Linked DNA regions of Mus musculus: regions 1 and 2 are each linked to region 3. The links are chromatin contacts, called in public promoter capture Hi-C maps. All regions are on one chromosome and are shown on one strand. The core of a region is the stretch at or near the end of the contact, and the rest is flanking DNA. Distances in the headings are between cores, read along the strand shown. Region 1 holds the start of Mgll (monoglyceride lipase). Region 2 holds the start of Paip2b (poly(A) binding protein interacting protein 2B). Region 3 holds the start of Fam136a (family with sequence similarity 136, member A).

Evidence for each region. Promoter capture Hi-C pulls out the DNA fragments that hold promoters and counts their contacts.
Region 1: a contact with region 3 is called in a promoter capture Hi-C map of neutrophils, with 2.8 times the contacts expected there. The contact joins the promoter of Mgll here to the promoter of Fam136a in region 3. A contact is called at or near these places in 2 of 39 promoter capture datasets (neutrophils and pre-B cells).
Region 2: a promoter capture Hi-C map of pre-B cells shows a contact between it and region 3, with 4 times the contacts expected there. The contact joins the promoter of Paip2b here to the promoter of Fam136a in region 3. A contact is called at or near these places in 2 of 39 promoter capture datasets (cranial neural crest and pre-B cells) and 1 of 115 datasets of contacts at active chromatin or transcription factors (astrocytes).

Annotation. Positions count from the first base shown.
Region 1 is chr6:88,723,036-88,725,735 of GRCm38.p6, forward strand. It overlaps Mgll (monoglyceride lipase), which reads left to right and starts at 1,377. Exons shown (of 8, transcript NM_011844.4): 1 at 1,377-1,536; 2 at 2,666-2,700. The coding sequence starts at 2,686. The region is part of intron 2 of Gm26588 (a long non-coding RNA gene); the gene reads right to left.
Region 2 is chr6:83,830,370-83,833,069 of GRCm38.p6, forward strand. Paip2b (poly(A) binding protein interacting protein 2B) reads right to left here and starts at 1,372. Exons shown (of 5, transcript NM_146169.2): 1 at 1,266-1,372; 2 at 902-959. The coding sequence starts at 930.
Region 3 is chr6:86,364,375-86,367,074 of GRCm38.p6, forward strand. Fam136a (family with sequence similarity 136, member A) reads left to right here and starts at 1,272. Exons shown (of 3, transcript NM_025591.3): 1 at 1,272-1,445; 2 at 2,236-2,376. The coding sequence starts at 1,359.

The sequences.
Region 1 (2,700 bases), core at 127-2,626, 2.4 Mb after region 3:
GCCTGAGGAGATGGGTGTGGGTTGGGGTCATCCTTCCTCTGCAGCTGTCACTCACAGGTGGCAGGCATAGGACACAGTGGACAGGCTGTAAATTTAGTGCTGGATTCCAGACTCCACAGCCACATAGGCAGCTGTGCTAGTGGGACCTGGATCCTGGGGCACCTAGGGGAAATGGTTTCATGCAGTGTGTGTGTGTGTGTGTGTGTGTGTGTTTGCTTGCAGTATGTCTGCTTCCTTCTCAGAGCTCTAAGCGCTTGTGCGTGAATGTCACGCATCTTTAGCTCTCTGGGTGTATATGGTGTGTTGTTTTTCTCTGTTGTGAACAAAAACATGGGGAAAGGAGCTACTTCTGCTGCTGAGGCGGAAAACTAAAGGGAAGCTGTGTCTGCTGAGATTAGCTGGCTGATTAAAGTTTCAGTACTATGGAGAGGTTGGAATGTTCCAGGTCCAGAGGCAAATTACTTTATTTTGGGCTAAGTTCGGGCCCTCAGGAACAGCCATTTCTTTCTTGCCCCTCTTTGTTAGAACTAACTTCTTGAGGCAATAGATGAACACTGTTTAACTATTGATTTAACACGATAGTTAGCTTCTACAAATCCAAAAGTTAGCAATGCTATCAGATAGCATTTTGAGCCTATAGGAACACTTTCCCATTTCACTGTTACCTGACTCTCTGTTGTACCCACCAATGTATTTTAAACTTGCCTTGATATACGGCTTTATCTGTTCTGTAAAACTATTTTAAAAACAAAACAAAACAAAACAAAAACCAAAAAAACCCAAAAAACTTCCCGAAACTGCTTTCACATAGGAACATGGAATTAGGGGTAACTTAAATCTGTGTTTCCAGCTCATGGTCATTCAAAATGGCTCCAGAATAATCTTTTCCCCTGTAAGATGAGAGCTGTGGTTTCTGCGCTGACACTCACTGTGTGTGTGGTGTGTTGTTTTTATCTGTGTGCATGGTGTCTAGGGCGTGTGCGTCCATGCTGTGTGTTTGTATTCATGTAGTAACTGTGACATTCACTTGTACCTCTGTGTGTAGTTTGTATCTGGGGAAGGGTCCTGAGGATGTGTCCTTGTGGGTGTGCCTACACCTGTGCTATCTGAATGTGGGTCTCGCACGTGTGCAACTGTAAACATGTGCATGCAGTTCTAGTGAGCGTGTTTCTGCTCCGGGGACCAGTGTGAGGGTCTGTGTTCTCGACTGTGCGCATGGGCTGGAAGGGCCCCATAATTCGGTTCAGTGCCCCGTGAAGGTCCCCCACGCGGCCAGGAAAAGCGCGAGGCAGGTCGGCGGGCGATGCCCCGCTCCTCCCCGGGGGCCGGGCACACGTGGGGCCCCGGCGCCGCCTCCCCGCGCGTCCCCACCCAGCGGGCCGCCCCCGCCGCCGAGCGGCTGGGGATAAAGTGGCGGCGCAGACGCCGCGCCCTATCGCTGCGCAGCCGGCCGCGCGCAGTAGTCTGGCTCTAGCCCGCCGCAGACCCGGACCCGCGTGGTGCTCGGGGAACGTGACAGCGGCGCTCGTGGCCCGGGTAACTGCCTCCCGCCCCTGCCTCAGGATAGGAGCCGCCGCCAGGGGTCCCCTGCGCGCGTGTGCGTGCGCACGAGTGTGCGCGCGTGTCAGCGTGTGCGCGTGAACGCGCCCCTCGCGCCCTCGCACCAACCCCCAAACAGACTTGTGCCCGTCAACTGCATCTTCCCAGACCGGTGTGGGAACAACGGCCAGGTCCACGTCCTGTGTGGCGTGCCGATGACAGCCGCGAGGTTTCCTTCCCTAAGCGGTCGCGGGCGGGCAAGAGGCAAAGTTTGTCGGAGAATCGGGGTGACTTTGCTCGGGGACCCGCATCTGCGCGAATGCGCGGTGCCGCGGAGCGCGTCTCGCAGCAGCTCCGGGCTGGGGACCGGCTGTCCCTCGCTCCCGGAACCCCTTCAGGGGTGTGTTCTGGAAAAGTGGCGACATGAGCTAGAGCTGGAGCAGCAGGAGGGAGCAACTCGCACCCCTGCAGCCCAGGCGGGGAGGGCGCGGACCCCGTGGTGCTGCCCTGCGGCCGCGATGAGGGAACAGCCCTCGTTTGCCTGGCGCTGATACTCGAGGCTGTGGCGGTAGTGGAATGCAAAAGCCAAGACTAATGGAAACAGGTTTGTCATGGCATCTTTGGCATTCAGAAGGGAAAAATCGCTTGGGGCGCGTCACCTACTTATTATGCCCCCTGAAACCCGCACAGTGGAGATTTTAGGAGAGATGGGTCCTTGCAGCTGGGGCTTTGTACCCACGGAACTGACTGTAATTTCCGCTTGATTACAGCTAAAATAGTCTTTAAGATGAAGTTTCCTGAGATGATTTAAAATAAACACAGATGGGAGGGGGGCTATACTGAGGCACTTTAAAAAAATAAAGTGAGCATTTTCTTAAGGACAAACAGGACTTTTCAATCTTGAAGGGGTTTGCAAGAGATGTATGTAATTTTAAAATATATATATCAAATTGGGGTTTGGTGGGGTTTTTTTTGTTTGTTTGTTTTGTTTTTTGTTTTTTGTTTTTTGTTTAATTGCCTAGAAAAGAAGCCACAGCCACAGTCCTGACTCAAAAAAGGCTTTCTTTCCTCCCATATGGACATAAGTGTATTTCTGACTTTAGAATATGTCCACCTTTCTTCCAAGGGCCTAAAGACCCCTGCAGGATGCCTGAGGCAAGT
Region 2 (2,700 bases), core at 122-2,621, 2.5 Mb before region 3:
AATGCTGTCACCTATGAGGAAAGACTGATTTTAATTTCCTCTAACAGACTTCTTTCTCTACTACGACAAAAATCTTACCACAGCAAAACACAAGGAACTATATACTGTTATGTGCTACAAATTGGATAAGAAAAATAGTAAAGTAAAGCTTACAAACTCCACAACAGTGAATCTGATGCTAAACTACGACTTAATTTTCCTTTTTGAAAACCAAGAAAAACAATTCCAGATATAAAGCCAAGAAAATGACAACATGAGAACAATGCAATTTTGGATATGGATAGATATCTTATTCTTTCTCCCTTTCTGCCTAAAGTACTAGACGTATTCCAATACTCAATGTCCTCTGGCTTCCAAAATAAAACCCCTATTGTCTAATACTCCTCAACTTCTAAAATCTCAGTTAAAACTATGAGTGATAAGCTAATTTATTCGCAGTAAACGTCTGGCATATTTTTATTTGGGTTTGAGACAGTGTGGAAGGCCATCTAGAAACATATGGTTAGAACCACCACAGGAAGCCAAACACTGCCATACTATGAGGTATAAACAAATAAATTCTCTGTAAAGATAATGCTGAAGGTCGCCTCTGGGCTGTTGTAATTCTCTCAGAGGCTGTGTGTGATAATCACATATATCCCGTATCTTACGGACGTCCGGGATGACCAGGCCCTTCCTCATAGTGTAAATTAGTGCTCTAAGCTGGGTCAGAATCCCGTTCCATCCCGTTCCACGTAACAGATTTCAAATTGGTTGCTGCTGGCAAGCCTTTCCACCTGCATTTTCAGCAGTTTTGAGCAAAAGCACTTTATGAGGACAATGATTCTAGAAGAAGAGTGGGATTAGATGGCATTGAAGGGGAGGCAGAGAGAGTTTAAGCAAGCCCATTGCAGTTCCGAACCTTGCGGAGCCTGTGTTCAGCGTCGTCATCTGCCTCTCGCCTTCACCCTTCCAGGTGCCTACAAAAAGCAAAGTGAGAGGTGTTAGTTTCCGGGGGAAATGAGGCTGAAATCCTGAGGTTGAGAGTGAACGTCTCAGAAGGCGAGAGAGAGGAGGGGCGCCAGGAGGCGGCAGGTCATACGTAGCAAGGATGGTGAAAAGGGATGAGGTGAGAGGAGCTGGCCCGCGAGCGCCAGAGCGTCGGACGGCCTGGGCCCGGGCCGCGCTGGGAAGGGGCTGTGCGCGCTCCCGGGCAGCCCGCGGGTAGAGGGGCTGTGCGCAGTCCCGGGTGGCCAGACGATCCCAGCCCCGACGCCTCAACCCACCTGGCCGCGCGGACAACGCCGCCCCGAGGTCCGCACCACAGCACAGCGCCGCCTCCTAAGAGCGCGAGCCTCGGCGCACAAACGCTCGAGGTACCTCGGCCTCACACGCGCGTCTCGCCCCGCCCCCCAGCGCCATTCATTGGCTGCCGGACAACGCCCCGTCCATCTATTGGACAGCAGAGAATGCCGCTCACTTACCTGGTTTTGATTGGTCTAAATGTGAAACAATGCCCGCCCAGCTCTTTCAGAAGTTCCAGTTTTTGATTGGTCTTAGCGTCTGTCCATTCGCTCCGCCCTCGATGGAGACTCCCAGCTCTGATTGGCTGAAGAAGCATTGGTCACGCCTAGATTTCCAGGCCAAGGATGAATCACCTCCATGTTGGGGAGGAGCCAGAGTGCAAGGACTCCGGGTTTGTTTACAAAGGCTTCTGCTCCCGCTTCATCCATTGGCTAAGCTGGAAGCCTGTGTCACTTGTCTAGATCACTTTAGAAAAGGGAGTAGGATTCAGGGATTTCCTCATCTGTCCATTAGTTAGAGATGAGTTTTGAGAGCGGGAATTTGCTTCTGTGTTAAGTCGTGAGGTTAAAAATTAGGACTATTTGGGAGATTGGAAGAACAGAAAGGGTTGCTTCCACGTTTTTAGAAACAAATTTGACATTTTCAGTCCCAGCAGGCTCAAGATTGAGGCAGGAAAATCACAAATTCCTCAGGGCCAGCTTGAGCTCATATTGCGACCAAGTCTCAGAAAAACAAGACACACACTCACATTCACACACACACACACACACACACACACTTGTTCTGTCCTTTGGGTTTAAGATACCTTGTATTAGTTAGTTTTATGTGTCAACTTGACACAAGCTGGAGTTATCACAGAGAAAGGAGCTTCACTTGAGGAAATGCCTCCATGAGATCCGGCTGTAAGTCATTTTGTCAATTAGTGATCAGGGTGGGAGGACCTGTTGTGGGTGCTGCCATACCTAGGCTAGTAGTCCTGGGTTCTGTAAGAAAGCAAGCTGAGCAAGCCAGGGAAAGCAATCCAGTAAGTAACATCCCTCCATGACCTCTGCACCAGCTCCTGCTTGCTGACCTGCTTGAGTTCCAGTCCTGATTTCCTTTGGTGATGAACAGCAATGTGGAAGTGTAAGCTGAATAAACCCTTTCCTCCCCAATTTGCTTCTTGGCCATGATGTTTGTGCAGGAATACAAACCCTAACTAAAACAATATCCAAATTTTAAGTTATGTCCATAAAAAGAAGATAGGATATTGATGGCTGGAGTGGTGGATCAACAGTTAAGAGCATTTGCTGCTATTGCAGAAGACAGGTTCAGTTTTCAGCACCTCATGGTGGCTTACAACCACCAGTAACTCTAGCTCCAGGGAATTAGATGCCCTCTTCTGGCCTCCAGAGTACTGAATCCATATACATACTT
Region 3 (2,700 bases), core at 22-2,521:
AGTACTTGCAAAGCACCTGGTCTGTTGGGTGACCACTGCCATCGCCCTGGCTCCAGCTGCTCCTGGAAGATCCCTGTAAGTCCGGCTTCAAGTAGTGGACACATTTTATCCCCAACCCTGGTATCTGAGAGAGGGAAAGCCCAGCCATGGAGGAACACAGCTTTTCTCAAAGGACAATGGGTTGTGTGGCTTTTCCTACCCTCAAAACAGAGCTAGCCTGCCATCTAGTGGCGAATCACAGCAAGTGCCTAAAATCTCAAGCACTCTTCACACGCTAGTCTTTTTTTTTTCGTTCCAGGCTATTCCACAAAGCTTCAACCTTTTTTTTCTGTTTTGCCCTCTGAAGCTTCCCGTACCTGCCTGTCATTCTTTTCCTTCTCCAGAGTGCCAGGCAAGGGCCTTCTAGTTCAATACAAAAATTCAATGCTAGCTCGCCGAGAGAGATTTCCCGAAACACTCGAACTTTCCCTTATCTCTATGGGACCACTTATAGCCCAAGCTCTTCTAACGCAGCCTTTAGTAGCCCTCTTCCTAACCTAATGATGCTCCCCTCTGCATCGGCCCATGGGAAGAAGGGACCACTTGTGTTTCAGAGATGACTGCATAAGACAGTAGAAATGGGAACACGAGAGCACATGGCTGACAGAACCAATCCATTCAGAAACAGCTCGCCCTTACTCAACGGTCTCGCTATCTACAGCCCCTCCATACCCCCACACTACTCTTGAGACAATCTAGAATACCGTACCCTTTACTCGCAGTAACTAGTAACTCGGCATAAATGTTCACCAGCTGGGGAATTGACAAAGCAAATTGTGGTATGTACATTTAATGAAATTCTGTTCGGCAACAAAAAGAAACCAAGACAAAGATAGCAATAATAAAATCTGATCGAGCTGTACAAGAGCTGCTAATTACATTCGCTTTTTTAAAATTGGGATTGACAGAGGGAGAGAGAGAAAGAGAGGAAGAAAAGAAGTCAGACGACGAAGAGATCTTTGGCCACCAAAAGCCTGGCTCCACGGAAGAACCAGCGGCGCGCCCGCTGTCTCCTGCCTGAAGTTGCTTAACCTAGACGCCAGGGGGCGATGAGGATGCGGGAACGGGAACGCTTACTGAGGACAAGGGCGCAATGGCCAGGGGCCAGGGCGAGGTACTCGGAAGACTGTGCGGTGACTCGGTGGGGGGTCGGGCTCAGCGCAAAGGGGCGGGACTCACTAGCTAGGGGCGGGGCGCAGCCGAGGGCGGGGCGAAGCCGGAGGGTGGGACTCAGTGGCTTGAGAAGCCCGCACGGGCGCAGGGGGCGGGGCGCAGCGGGTGCACACGCGGGCGCCGGCGCGGCTGAGCTCAGGGTCGCCATGGCGGAGGTGCAGCAACTCCGAGTGCAGGAGGCTGTGGACGCCATGGTGAAAAGTGTGGAGAGAGAGAACATCCGGAAGATGCAGGTAGCGGCGCGGTCCGGCGCCCAAACGGGATTGGAAACTCGGGCGGGGGTGGCGCGGTGACGTTCGAGCTCCGGGCCTCGCGTGGGGCGGTTTCCTCCCACCTGGCCTCGGTGACGAGCGTTCGGCCGCCCCTGAGGTGATCTGGCGCGAGGCTCGGAGGGACCGGCCCAGGAGAACCACCAGACCGAAATCCCTTCGGGCCGTCCTGCGCTGATTTAGATGCCACGAACCCTGAACGCCCGTGAGCGTGGGCCCCGTCTCCCTCACCCTACTGGCCTCGCTTAACTTCACCCCTTAATCACCCTCTACTGTTTCGATCGCCTTGTGGGGCGTTGACTAGCCAGGCCGACCTCTGAACTCTGCTACAGAAATACAAAAACTGATTTTCAGAACGTGGTTTCTTCCGGTTCAGTCTTGGGTACATTATCTTATCAGTGAGCTCATAGCAGCACACAGGGTCTCTTTTAACCCAGGTTGACTTCCAACCCCCGATCTTCCTGCCTTCACCTTTGGAGTGCGAGGATTACAGGCATGGGCCACCACCCTGGCTTTGTGCTGTGCGGAATGGAACGCAAGGCTTTCTTAGAACTAGCAAGCGCGCTCCCAAGAACATATATCCCCATCCTACAAATGTTAGGCCTGGTAACCGTCCCAGTCTTACGAAGTCCTGATGATACGGCGGGAAAAATAAAACAAAACAGGTAGAGAAGCATGGCCTCCAAGGCCTTGTCCTTCGAGAGCTGTCCTCAGAGTCTTTCCAGTCTCACCAGGCTCTGTCTTCGCTCCCCAGGGCCTCATGTTCCGGTGCAGCGCCAACTGCTGTGAAGACACCCAAGCATCTATGCAGCAGGTGCACCAATGCATCGAGCGCTGCCATGCGCCTCTGGCTCAAGCCCAGGCTCTGGTCACCAGCGAGCTGGAAAGGTTCCAGGTCAGGAATGCCTCACAGCTCCCAAGTCCTTGAACAGCAGCTCCTTGGCAGGGGATGAGAAACACTCGTTCTGCCTTAGGTCCTGTCAACACTGGTGGGAGCCCTGGTGTCCGTGAGGGTTGATATTCTGGAAGAAGCCCTGGGTGTGCTGTTAAGTTGTGCTATATTTGCCACAGAAACAGTAATATAAAAGAAAGTTACCAAGGGGGTTTCTAACCAAGCACCTTTATGCCTTTTTGATGTACCAAATACAATCTATGTTGTGTTGTATAAAATTCCTTAAAATGTATATTAATTTGGGGCTGTAGAGATGACTCAGCATTT